Regions from separate parts of the Hordeum vulgare genome. Here region 1 is linked to region 2. The links are chromatin contacts, called in public Hi-C maps. All regions are on one chromosome and are shown on one strand. The core of a region is the stretch at or near the end of the contact, and the rest is flanking DNA. Distances in the headings are between cores, read along the strand shown. Region 1 holds the start of LOC123451932 (exosome complex component CSL4). Region 2 holds the start of LOC123451929 (protein ELC-like).

What was found. A called contact is a pair of places that touch in the nucleus more often than the background predicts.
Region 1: a Hi-C map of leaf shows a contact between it and region 2, with 4 times the contacts expected there. The contact joins the promoter of LOC123451932 here to the promoter of LOC123451929 in region 2. A contact is called at or near these places in 2 of 6 Hi-C or Micro-C datasets (both in leaf) and 1 of 1 datasets of contacts at active chromatin or transcription factors (embryo).

The regions. Positions count from the first base shown.
Region 1 is chr5H:513,463,850-513,469,258 of MorexV3_pseudomolecules_assembly, reverse strand. It overlaps LOC123451932 (exosome complex component CSL4), which reads right to left and starts at 3,465. Exons shown (of 7, transcript XM_045128497.1): 1 at 3,205-3,465; 2 at 3,033-3,107; 3 at 2,086-2,174; 4 at 1,821-1,905; 5 at 1,394-1,475; 6 at 1,180-1,295; 7 at 68-312. The coding sequence starts at 3,387. The coding sequence ends at 1,207. It also overlaps the pseudogene LOC123397091.
Region 2 is chr5H:513,303,631-513,309,481 of MorexV3_pseudomolecules_assembly, reverse strand. LOC123451929 (protein ELC-like) reads left to right here and starts at 2,365. Exons shown (of 5, transcript XM_045128496.1): 1 at 2,365-3,709; 2 at 5,713-5,798. The coding sequence starts at 2,476. The coding sequence ends at 3,693. LOC123451931 (a long non-coding RNA gene) reads right to left here and starts at 1,640. Exons shown (of 4, transcript XR_006632533.1): 1 at 1,555-1,640.

The DNA of each region.
Region 1 (5,409 bases), core at 2,216-4,715, 160 kb before region 2:
TGTCGATGAAACAGCCTCTCAGTGCCGCTGTAAAGTCTTCAATGCAAGAATTTGTGTGCACGTCAAAAACACTCAAATGACATCTTCTCCATAACAATCTATATCCTCAAACCAAAACATTAACTGTTACGAAGCCACAGCAGACCGGAATGTTAGAATCTCGCATAGCCTAAAATCCTAAATAACATTCAACAAGCATAATTGTATTACACGATCAAAGGCTACTTAGAATTAATGTGCTAAATCCAGTGGCAATGATCATGTCCGGAGTACCCAGTGTCGTTGATCAAATATATCATACACCATCAGAACCTGTAAAACCAGAATATGGAAATTATTTAGTACACCCACAAAACTTCCAGGTACAGGCGTACAGGCAGGCGAAACAAATGGAACGACCTAGAGGTGAATAGGCAATGAGCATTTGAAACCACAGCTAAAAAAAGGCACACCTAGGCTCAACAGGCAATAGCAAAACGTCTAGCGCTTAAGTGTGCTTCATGTGCACACAATTGCGCTTTGGTCAGATAGGCACTAGGCCATGGCAAGACACACAATTAAGGCCTAGCACTTTTTCTTAGCATTGTTTGAAAGCATGATACAGTGGATAGAGGGGTAGACCAGTCAAACATTTACCGGATTACTAAACTTTTGAAAGCTGATCAACTGTGAGGTACTCCCTCCGTACTTAAATATAAGTCTTTTTAGAGATTCCACAAGGGGACCACATACGGAGCAAAATGAATGAATCTACACTCAAAAGTATGTGTGTATATATATATATATATATATATATATATCCGTATGTAGTCCTCTAGTAGAACCTCTAAAAGACTTATATTTAGAAACGAAGGGAGTAGACAATAACAAATGGCTAATGTGATGAGGCAAAGCTTCTGCCTGCCTCCTTATCGAAAAAAACAACAATAACCAATGGCTTCATCAGTGTGCAGAGCAGAGTCCACATTAGGCCATACTTAGTTGTCTAAAGGGGACTATGCTAACAGTACCCAGCTAGCCACTGTACAAGATACCAATACATTACAGGCAAATACACTACAAATATGGGTAGTAGCTGCTTCCACTATGAAATATGGGCACATACTTAAGTAGGTAACTGAAACAGTCCCCTAAGGCTCTGAGCAAATGAGATGCAACTCCGTAACCAACCAAATTTACCTTCCTATATGGTAAAGTAAACAAGGTCTACTCCACTTTTGCAACTTTTCTTTGCTCAATTTGGCCAGTCAGTTCACATTGCATCTCAGTCCAACTGGTTGGGACCAGTGTACCACCTACGGGAAAACAAGGGTAGCAGCATTAGAATAATTTTGCCTGGTCATACAATATGACGAACAGTTGTAACTTGGTTCGGCGGTAACAGAAAGCTTACCAGCTATACTTTGGGCAGAAACAACTCCAAGTTCATTCTTGGCAGTCGAAAGATAGTATGCCCTTGCATCCCCAAGAGAGAGCTTCAGCATGATGTAAGGTTTGCAACTAAATAATCAAATGAATAATTTCTGGAAATAAAGTGACTTGCACATGACCAAGACTCCAAGAGAAAACAAACCCAAATGATAAGTCCCACACGTCAGGTGCGTGGCACTCCGGCCCTGATGTTTTTCTGTGGCAATTCCAGTCATGCAAGGATGGCAGTTTCCAGTGACACACGGCAAGTTTCAGTTAAAGATAAACTGAAGCACGAAAGTTGCCATCCTCGCGTCACTAAACTTGCCGTCGAAAACGTTCAGAGTTGCCATGTGCCCGTACCTCACGTTCGGTACTTATCAAGACGTAACATTCCCCCCAAAGGATACAACCAGAGCTCTGACAATGTCACCAGGTCGATATGACTGGTACATATCCACCTTGTCGATCTCAGTTGCACGAACATCTTGCTGCCTACAAACATAAGAGCATGGCATGAGGAACTTTCCTGGAATACACTGTCTATTATCTACAATAAAAATGATGAACAAAATCAATTGACTATAAACACTTTGGCAATCAACTCAAAGCAAACCGTACATAAATCTATGAAGATCAGTACCAAATGGCAGCATAACAGCAATGGGTCAATACCTTATCATGCCAGTGAACTTTTCCTTGACAGCCTTTGAGTCGACACACATTATATCTGCAGAAGCCATCCTAGCCATAACCTTCGTTACCTGCAAAAGAAACAACCATCAGCAGTTAGCACTGCAGCAATTAAAAAGAAGTTGGAATGCAAATCTCTTTCAGCTAAACCACCAACAGTGAGAGACAGTTGACCAGTGCCACTACCGACAACAGAATATCCACACATGCTAGAAAATGATTCTAAGATAGTTATGAACAAGAGATAGTATACGCTAAAAAACAGAGATATATATATGTAAGATCTGTTCCCTCATTTATTTGCTTAGAATCAAAGGGTAAGCCCAGGTTCCCTTTGCATGAAACACCAAACTCCCCTTATTTATTATGTAAAGTCATCTCCAGAGGTCAATGAGGAGATGACACAAAGAAAACCTTAATGTACCATATATTGTTTGGGAGCAAGCAGCCATATGAACTTGTTTAGTGCCAGGCTCAACACCTGAATGATAGGCTGGTTGTTCACAAACATCACCCAAATTTCAAGTCAGTAAGGCTTTACAGGTTAACAAGGTCAACCTTTAACAGGGAAAAGTTGTTTCTATGTGGAAGAGTCTATTCGCACAGGCAACGCCGGTGGATTCTAGTGTTCTAACAGTTCACACAATTTTCAGTAACTGCCACCTGCACATGCCGGATATCCACATGAAGCATGATTACAGACAACAACAGTACCCAGCCCCAAACTCAACCATGGCATGAGATGGGTACAGACCACATCCACTCAGTGTTAACGAAATTCAGCGCCAAACAACACGGCTACTGAACATCAAGCGTCCCCAATTAACGAAGCTCCCCGGCTTACACGGGCAATGACGATGCTCCCCGGAACATCAAGCTACTGAACATCGAGCTTCCTCATGTCCTGGGAACACAGAGAGAGCTCTTACACGGGCAATGACGATGCTCCCGGGCTGCGGCACGGCTCCGTGCGCCTTGTGCCCGACCACCTCCACCGTGGACCTCTGCAGCCAAAACCAAAACGAGCCAACCAACCAATCAGAAGCAGCAGCGCGAGGAGCGAAGGGACGGGCAGCCCCAGAAACCCTAGGTAAACCCCACCTGGTCGGAGGAGCCGGGGGCGGGGGGCACGAAGCGGCGGCGGCCGGTGACCGACGCGCGCACCGAGCGGCCTTCGGCGTAGGCGCCGCGCCCGGCCGCAAGGGACGAGGAGGGCCCGAGGAGCTCCCCCGGGGTGACCACCACCTCGGCGCCGCCGTCGTGCTCCATCGCCGTGGCCGCCATTGGTGTTGGGAGTTCGGGTTCGGGGGAATGCGAGGGGAGGGTTTCGCTCTGCTCGTTTCGGATGAGCTTTGTGGGCCGAACGCTCCCGTTCATTTGAGGCCGTACGGCCCAAGGAGCTGTTCCAAAATGGGCCCGGTTTATCTTTATTATTTAAAGTACGAGAGGGCAGATCCAACTCAGCATTTGAACCGTCAATTACAGGATTCAATGCTTAAAAACGCCGTTAACAAAATTATCTTTGTTAATCGTTAACAAAACCCAAAAAATCAACGCACTGAAAAAAACAGAAAACCAGCACATCAGCCTGCCTCGCGCCCCACAACTCCAGCCCACCCCATGTCATCTCGTCTACGCACCGGCCGCGCCGCCCCATTCTCCTCCTCCCCTCGCTGCCGCCCGTTCGCGTCCTCCGGGCAAAGCCCCCGCGCGGATCCTACGGCGTTGGGGCCTATGTCGAGCGTCTCGGCTGCGAGCGGGGGCACGGTGAGGTGGGCCGGGGAGAGCGCGGCGGACACGATGTCGCCGAAGGTGGCCTTGGCCGAAACGATGGCGAGCTCGCGGGTGCGTGTACGCATCGCCCGAGCCCAGGATGGGCGAGGCATCGTGGCAGGCCTTGGCGTTTGCGTCGAAGGAGCCCAAGAATGGGGAATGGGCGCGAGGCGTCTTGTGGACGGCGATAAGGCGGTCAGCGTGCTTGCTTGGGCCGAGGCGTCGGGGCGGAGGATGATATGGTGGTCGGTTTTCTCGCTTCCAAGGATGGAGTCCGCGTTGCCGGGGCTCGGGTGGGGCAGCACGGCGTTGGGCCATTGCCGGTGGTACCGGGGCGGGGCGGTGGTTTGATGGGCGACGCAGAGGAGGTGTTGTCCTGGATCCAGCGACCAACGCATTTTGTTCCTCCTTCAAAAGAAATTAGAAAATCTAGGGAAGGTTGAGTTGGCGCCACCGACGAGTGGATACATGGGTGGCGGTAGCGACGACGTGGCTGAAGGTGGGGAGACACTTGAAGTGATGAGCTTTTGCTTTGGGGAGAGAGAAGAGGGCATGTTGGGCGCTGCTGCTTGAGAGATAGAGATAGGTGAGGAAGAGAGAGAGAGAGAGCAGAGAGATGAGAGATAGAGAGAAGAGAGAGACGCTAATAGATACATATTTAGATAAAGGGCTTGTTGGATCTGCTGCTGGCCGCTGCTGACATATATAGAGAGAATGCTTATATAACTCTGGAATTTGTTGTGAAGTTAAATCAATGATATCATCGTCATATTCTTCAAATTTCTCTTTCAATATGTGTTCCCTTTTTGGCATAATGCACGAATAGTTCAGCAAGTTAGAGTTACAACTGGAAACACCAAACACTTTTTTTAGTAAAATACTTGGTTTTATCCATCTAAACAACACATTCTTGCATTCTAAGTACAGAGATATGATTGTCGTTTCTAATACTTCATTACCTGACAGGTTGGCTTGGTTTTTTATGATAACTTGGTAAATTTGCTTGATTTGGCACTATCTGCTGACACTGCAAACACCGTGAAAGCTTTACATGATATTACTGAAACAAGTGTTGAGCCTTTGTTCCTAATGTCTCAACTCGCCACAATAATAACTGACATTCTTGCTAGCACCTACACATTCGCACAAGAAAGAATTCGAAGAAAATTCTTCAAACATCCAACCTGTAAGCAACAATATTCCTTTTTTCTGTTTATTTATTACTTTGAAAGGATTTTATAGTAGGGGATAATTCCTACCTGAACCATGCATTACATAGAACTCTACTACTATAAATGTTATGTTTTCACATTGTAATTTTGTGCTGCACTAATTACAGTATCAAAGGAGGATATAAAAAAACTACGCCAGGCCTACTGTAAACACTTTCTGAAGCTGAAAAACAATTGAGTGTCTCTAATGATAAGATGACCTGGCTTACAACTGCTCTGCTCCAGCTTGCTCCTGATAAACAGTATATACTGCCAAGTTCGTCGACAAGTACAAACCAGGGTTTGTCTACCTACCCTGACA
Region 2 (5,851 bases), core at 1,116-3,615:
TATCCCTCCCGAACTCTCCACTCTCTTGTGTTTCGACCATCATGCCTCTCCTTTGCCTCTCCCCGGCTAGCCATGTCCCTCGACCCAGACCCACGAATTGGAAGCGAAAAAGCACGTGTCTTTGATCCCTGGGAAGAGCTACAAGAAGACTAGCGACTTCCACATCTAGAACAAATATAGCCCCGAGACTCCCGTTGTGACGCAACCTCTCCACAAGAATTAATACAATTATCACATACTAGCAAAAGGGCCAGTGCGTTGCAACGGGAGATAAAAATACCACACGCTTTTAATCTTTTTATAATCATTTTGATTTATTAAAATAATAAGCTAACTAACTAATGTAGTCAGTCCTATCCTATTTTATTGAGAAATCAACCCGCCCAATGTTAATTCCATCATGATGAGAAATTAATTGAGCGGGACAAGCAAAGCAAAACAAAGAGGCTACGTGAATTGATCAATGGACTGTTATCTTATTTCACTCATGGGGTAGAGAATGTGGGATCAGATGACAAACTGAAGGTGGTGTTCCATTCTCTCTCTACAATAATGCAATCTTTCATTCAATACATTCATTCATCAGCAAACAAATTCCCACAAAACAAAATTTCTTACCGGTGCTTGGCACACGGTTGGAGGCATGGGGAGGGGATCTCACCAGATGATGAGTTCGTGCCGGAGGAGGGGATACGATGAGGGGAGCAAGGGTTAGGCGCCTCTATCTGGCTATAAGGAGTCGTCGTTGCCGCGCCATAACCTCGGAGTTTCCCGTGTGGGCCATGGAGGCCCGCCTCCACCAGCAAGTACTTCGCTCCGCCACACCTTATCCGCGCGCCGCCGCCGTTCTGCATCGAGCAGACACATCATCCCAAGTCGTTGTAGCTGTCGCGTTGATTTGATCCAGAAGCTATGCTCGAGCGCCGAAACGGAGGCAGCAAGTGGGCAGAGGTACGACCGCGGAGGCGGGTGTGTTGAGATTGACAGCACTGGTGGTTGAGGTCGGACGCGGCGGCGAGTGGTGTGGCAGCGGCCTGGGCACAGGCCAGGGTAGCCCAGGGTCGGGAGGAGGCGATGCGTACGGGTATAATTTTTATAGCGAATTGTTTTTTCTTTTTGCATTGCAGATAAATGATGCATGGGTTGAATAACAAAAATTACAAAAGCTTTTTTATAAAAATGTCGTGGTGGGTTTTCCGACGGAAGCAATAGCCGCTTTATTATTAGGTATAGATTAATTGTCCTAAAAATTTCAGTTTCCTAACAATACGACCAGTATTCAAACTCTTGCCCACAATGGAATTACAATCATCAACAACCTGAGAAACTCCCGCTACCTTTCCTCTCCCCCTTGATTCCTCTATGTTTCCCTCAATCCACTAGAAAAATTCCCAAAGAAAACATGAGGCAGACCAATATCCCCCGGGAAATCCCCCTTTCCAGCCTAGACAGTTTCCATCATACAATCATTCCCCAAATCGGCAGATAACACGGGGCCAACAATTTTGCTAGCCCCAGAAGTACCTGTTGAATTAGGATCGTAGGGGAACTCACCTGCCGAGCTGTCGAGGATTTCCTTTGCTCTTTTCCTTGACAGCTCCAAGCAGATTTCCCGATTCTGTGTTCGCCGAAGGATTTACCTTGATTGCACCCGAAGCGATTCCCAATCCCGTGCGAAGATGAGACCCCCGCCAAGATTTACTTCTGTATAGGATCCCTCCTCCACCGGCGGGATCACCGACACTGGAGTCGCCGCACCCTGCTTCTTCCCCTTTCGCAAAAAACGCCTCGGACTCGTCCCCGAGAGAATCCCTTCTCGTACGCAGGGGGAGCCCCCATCAAGGCCCACTCCGAAGGCCGAGACCCCCTCCCCTGACGGGGCCACCGGCGTCGGAGGAGCCATCTCACCCACTCGATTCCATCACCGTCAGATTGCCTTAGGCCTCGTTTGTTAAGGGAATTGGGAAGGGTTTGAGAGGAAAATCCCCGGGGACCCATAAATCCCACAGATCCTCGGGCGTCCATTTGACAGGAGGGGTTTGTTTAACCCAATCCCCTCCGTTCCCTTTCAATCCCTTTCTATCCATGTGTTTCAAAACCCTCCTCGTGGGATTTGAGAGAATTGGGTGAAACAAAGGGGTTCACCCAATCCCTTGAATCCCTCCTTCTCAAAACCTTTTCAATCCCCCTTAACCAAACGAGGCCTTAGCGGTCGCGGAAGCCCCGAGGTTTTTTTTTTCGCAAAAAGGCGCAGTTACTAATGCTTGCAAAATCACTTCCTTCGTTGCAAAGAAAGCGAACCATCCTTCCTCTCTTTTTTTTTTCTTAAGAGAAGGTATTCGACTTCGTTGCAAAGGAACCGAATCCTCCTTCCCCTTCGTATCGTGCACTCTTCTTCCTCCTTCCCCTGCTTCCCCCAAATACACACAGAGAAGGCAGGAGGACCAAACCCTAGCTCCCCCCTCCCCCGATCCGATGGCGCCGTCCCCGTCCCCGCCGCCGCCGGCGAGCGGAGCGCAGTACGCGCACCAGTTCCTCAACACCGCCCTCTCGCAGCGGGGGCCCTCGGCGCTCCCCTACGCGGAGGACGTCAAGTGGCTCATCCGCAACCACCTCGTCGCCCTCGCCGACGCCTTCCCCTCGCTCCACCCCAAGGCGGCCCTCTTCACCCACAACGACGGCCGCGCCGCCCACCTGCTCCAGGCCGACGGCACCGTCCCCATCCACCACGCCGGGGCCACCTACAACCTGCCCGCCGTCATCTGGCTGCCCGAGACCTACCCGCGCTCCCCGCCCCTCGTCTTCCTCTCCCCCACCCGCGACATGCTCATCAAGCCCCACCACCCGCTCGTCGACCGCTCCGGCCTCGTCGCCAACGCGCCCTACCTCCGCTCATGGGTCTTCCCCTCCTCCAACCTCCTCGACCTCGTCAGATCCCTCTCCCACCTCTTCGGCCTCGACCCGCCGCTTTTCACTAGATCCGTTGCAGCCCCTTCTCCCGCTCCTCCTCCCGCTCATCCTACTCCTCCTCCCGCCGCCGCCTCCCCCGCCATGCGACCGGAGGCCGTGTACGCCCCTGTCCCTCGCCCGTACAGGTTCCCAGCATCGCCCCAGCTCGCCGCGCGCCAGCCGCCCACAGAGGACCCAGCCGAGGTCTTCAAGCGCAACGCCATCTCCAAGCTCGTCGACACCGCCTATGCTGACGCCGCTGCCCTGCGCACTGCCCGTGAGGCCGAGGTCGACGCCCTCTTTGCCGTGCAGGCCGAGCTGCGTGGCCGGGGGGAGGTGGTGAACGATGGGGTGCGTAGGATCACAGAAGAGAAGGAGACGCTCGAGCGCCGGCTTCAGGACGTGGTGATGGCCACTGACGTCATTGAGGCCTGGGTCGCCGAGAACCGTAAGGGGGCTGGTGACGACACTGCCGAGGCAGAGGGGGCCATCCAGCCAGCCGATGTGCTGTCCAGGCAGATGCTTGAGTGCACAGCTACTGATTTGGCGCTTGAGGACACCATCTACGCGCTCGACAAGGCTGTCCAGGAAGGATCGGTGCCCTTTGACGGCTACCTCAGGAGCGTGCGTGCACTCGCACGGGAGCAGTTCTTCCAGCGTGTCCTCTGCACCAAGGTCAACAATGCACAGCAGCAGGCGCAGGTTGCTAGGATGGCCTCACGGGCACCACAGTACGCCTCCTAGCCAAGACGATGGATAGGTCAGTATACATGCTTTATGACCGATTGATTCATCCATTGTAAGAAAGAGTGGCTCAGTGTAAAGTTGGTTCCCATTGTCGTCGATGTGTGCGCTTACTGAATAAGAACTCTATTAGCTGGGGTGGTGCAAGTTCATGGTGATATTTGTGTAACGTTGTTGAAATCACAGTACATATCTCAATTTTGAAATCTACACTCATTTCATTGATGTCCCTGTCTTGGTAAATCACTATGAGCCTTCTGCTTGTTTGTTTAGATATGCAAAAAACACTCAGAGTGTACTATGTACTGCTGTACATTCCTAAATCCTAATTGCAGTCTGGAGATTGAAATTCAGATATGAGAAGTATATGGAGTCTTCAATACTTTGATAATGTTCATATTTAGATTTTTTTTTCTGTCGTGCACTGCTGTGAACTTATTCCACTCTTGATATTTGGAAATCGAATAGTTTCCTCATTGTTTTTAAGGCATCATGCCTTACACTCTTAGGCGCCCTGGCAGTGCCTTACAAATATGCCCGCCTTAGGCGCTTAGGCGTAGCCTAGGCACTAGAGCGGGTGGTGCTTGCCTTAGGTCGCCTTACCGCCTTATAAACAATGTTCCTAGCTTTGATATCCAGCTTGCACACATGTTATGATAATGTAAAAGCACAACCATTTTTTTTGTCGTTGCTGTGCTGTCACTGAAGTTTGGTGGATGCTTTGACTTGAGGTCGGTTTCTTGAGGCTGTGTGTGATCTAGGCTTGTTGTTTTTTTCAGTTTATTTTTCAGTCTTGCAAATATTGTTTTCTGAAACAAAGTTTTTTGAATTGCAGACTCTAAATTTGCTGAAGTATATTATGTATGGTACTGAGCATATATTCAAAAGCTCTTTAAAAGCGTATTTAAAAGCCTTCTAAATTTGCTGAATTAGATTATGTATGGTACTGAGCATATTCAAAAGCTCTTTAAAAGCGTATTTAAAAGCCTTCTGGGGTGTTTTATTTTACTATAAACAATAGGGTAACCTTTTGGGGTGTTATTTGGAAAAGCTATTTAAAAGCCTATTCCGATCTTACCATCCCAAAATTAGCCTTGGTCACGAAATCCCATGCCATGAGGACTAAATAAATAGCCATCCAACGTTGAAGTCAAATTATAACAGATAGAGAATCATATCTCCATAGATGTGATCCCAACATTACAGGGTTCCAACTTCCAAGCACACCAATTTCTTGAGCTGCACTAATGTACAAAGCATGTGCATAAGTTGTGCTATCACTCTGACTATCCTACAGGGAGGAAGCAACGAATATAGATAGACCAAACAGTGGCTTGAGAACTGAAGCACCTTAGAATATACTATTAGCAGAGTTAGTGGGACGGCGGCACGGCACATACCTGTGTGGCTCTGTGTACTCTTGCTCTTGCTGTCGACACCAATATCAACCCAACACCAGATTCAAGAATCTATGGTTTTAGGTACTACACTGTACCTTGCACTCTGAATTGCACTGGCAACAAAATTAGTTGTCATCACCACGAGAGTCTCTCACCACCCAAAAATCGGCGAAAGAAGAGTGCTCGTCTTTCAGATGTTAATTTATTTACTGTCTGGTCTGGTGTGTCGATTTTATGCCTAGGAGATTCATATTATTTAAGAGTACCACATATTAGTAAAGAGTACCACAGTGGGCTTTGCAACACAAGAGTACTTTGTTATTTGCAACACAAGAGTACTGCAGCAGCCAGCAGGTGTACACTCTTATTATTGAAATTTTAATATACATGGAGGTATAGTGTTCTTTTAACTTCGTTCATGCGCCTGTTCTTCCCACTCATTTTCAACAAGAGCTTTCTTAGAAGCAATTGGAAAATTTGATATGATTACATAGCAACATGAAGGACATGTGCGGTGGTAAGCCACACGGTCAAAATAGGGCTCGGTGGTGTATTCGTCAATTCTCTCTACTGCTGTGGCATCAACGGTTCCTGATATAATTCAGACTGTTGTGTCCAGGCGATCCAGGATGCTTTCCTTCGAGAAAAATTCATCTGTGCCACCTCATATGAGTGATCTTGCCCCACAGTGTTCTGGATATACAGGTGAATATCATTCCCTCTTTTTATTCCTTTAGTCATCACACATGTGTAGTGCA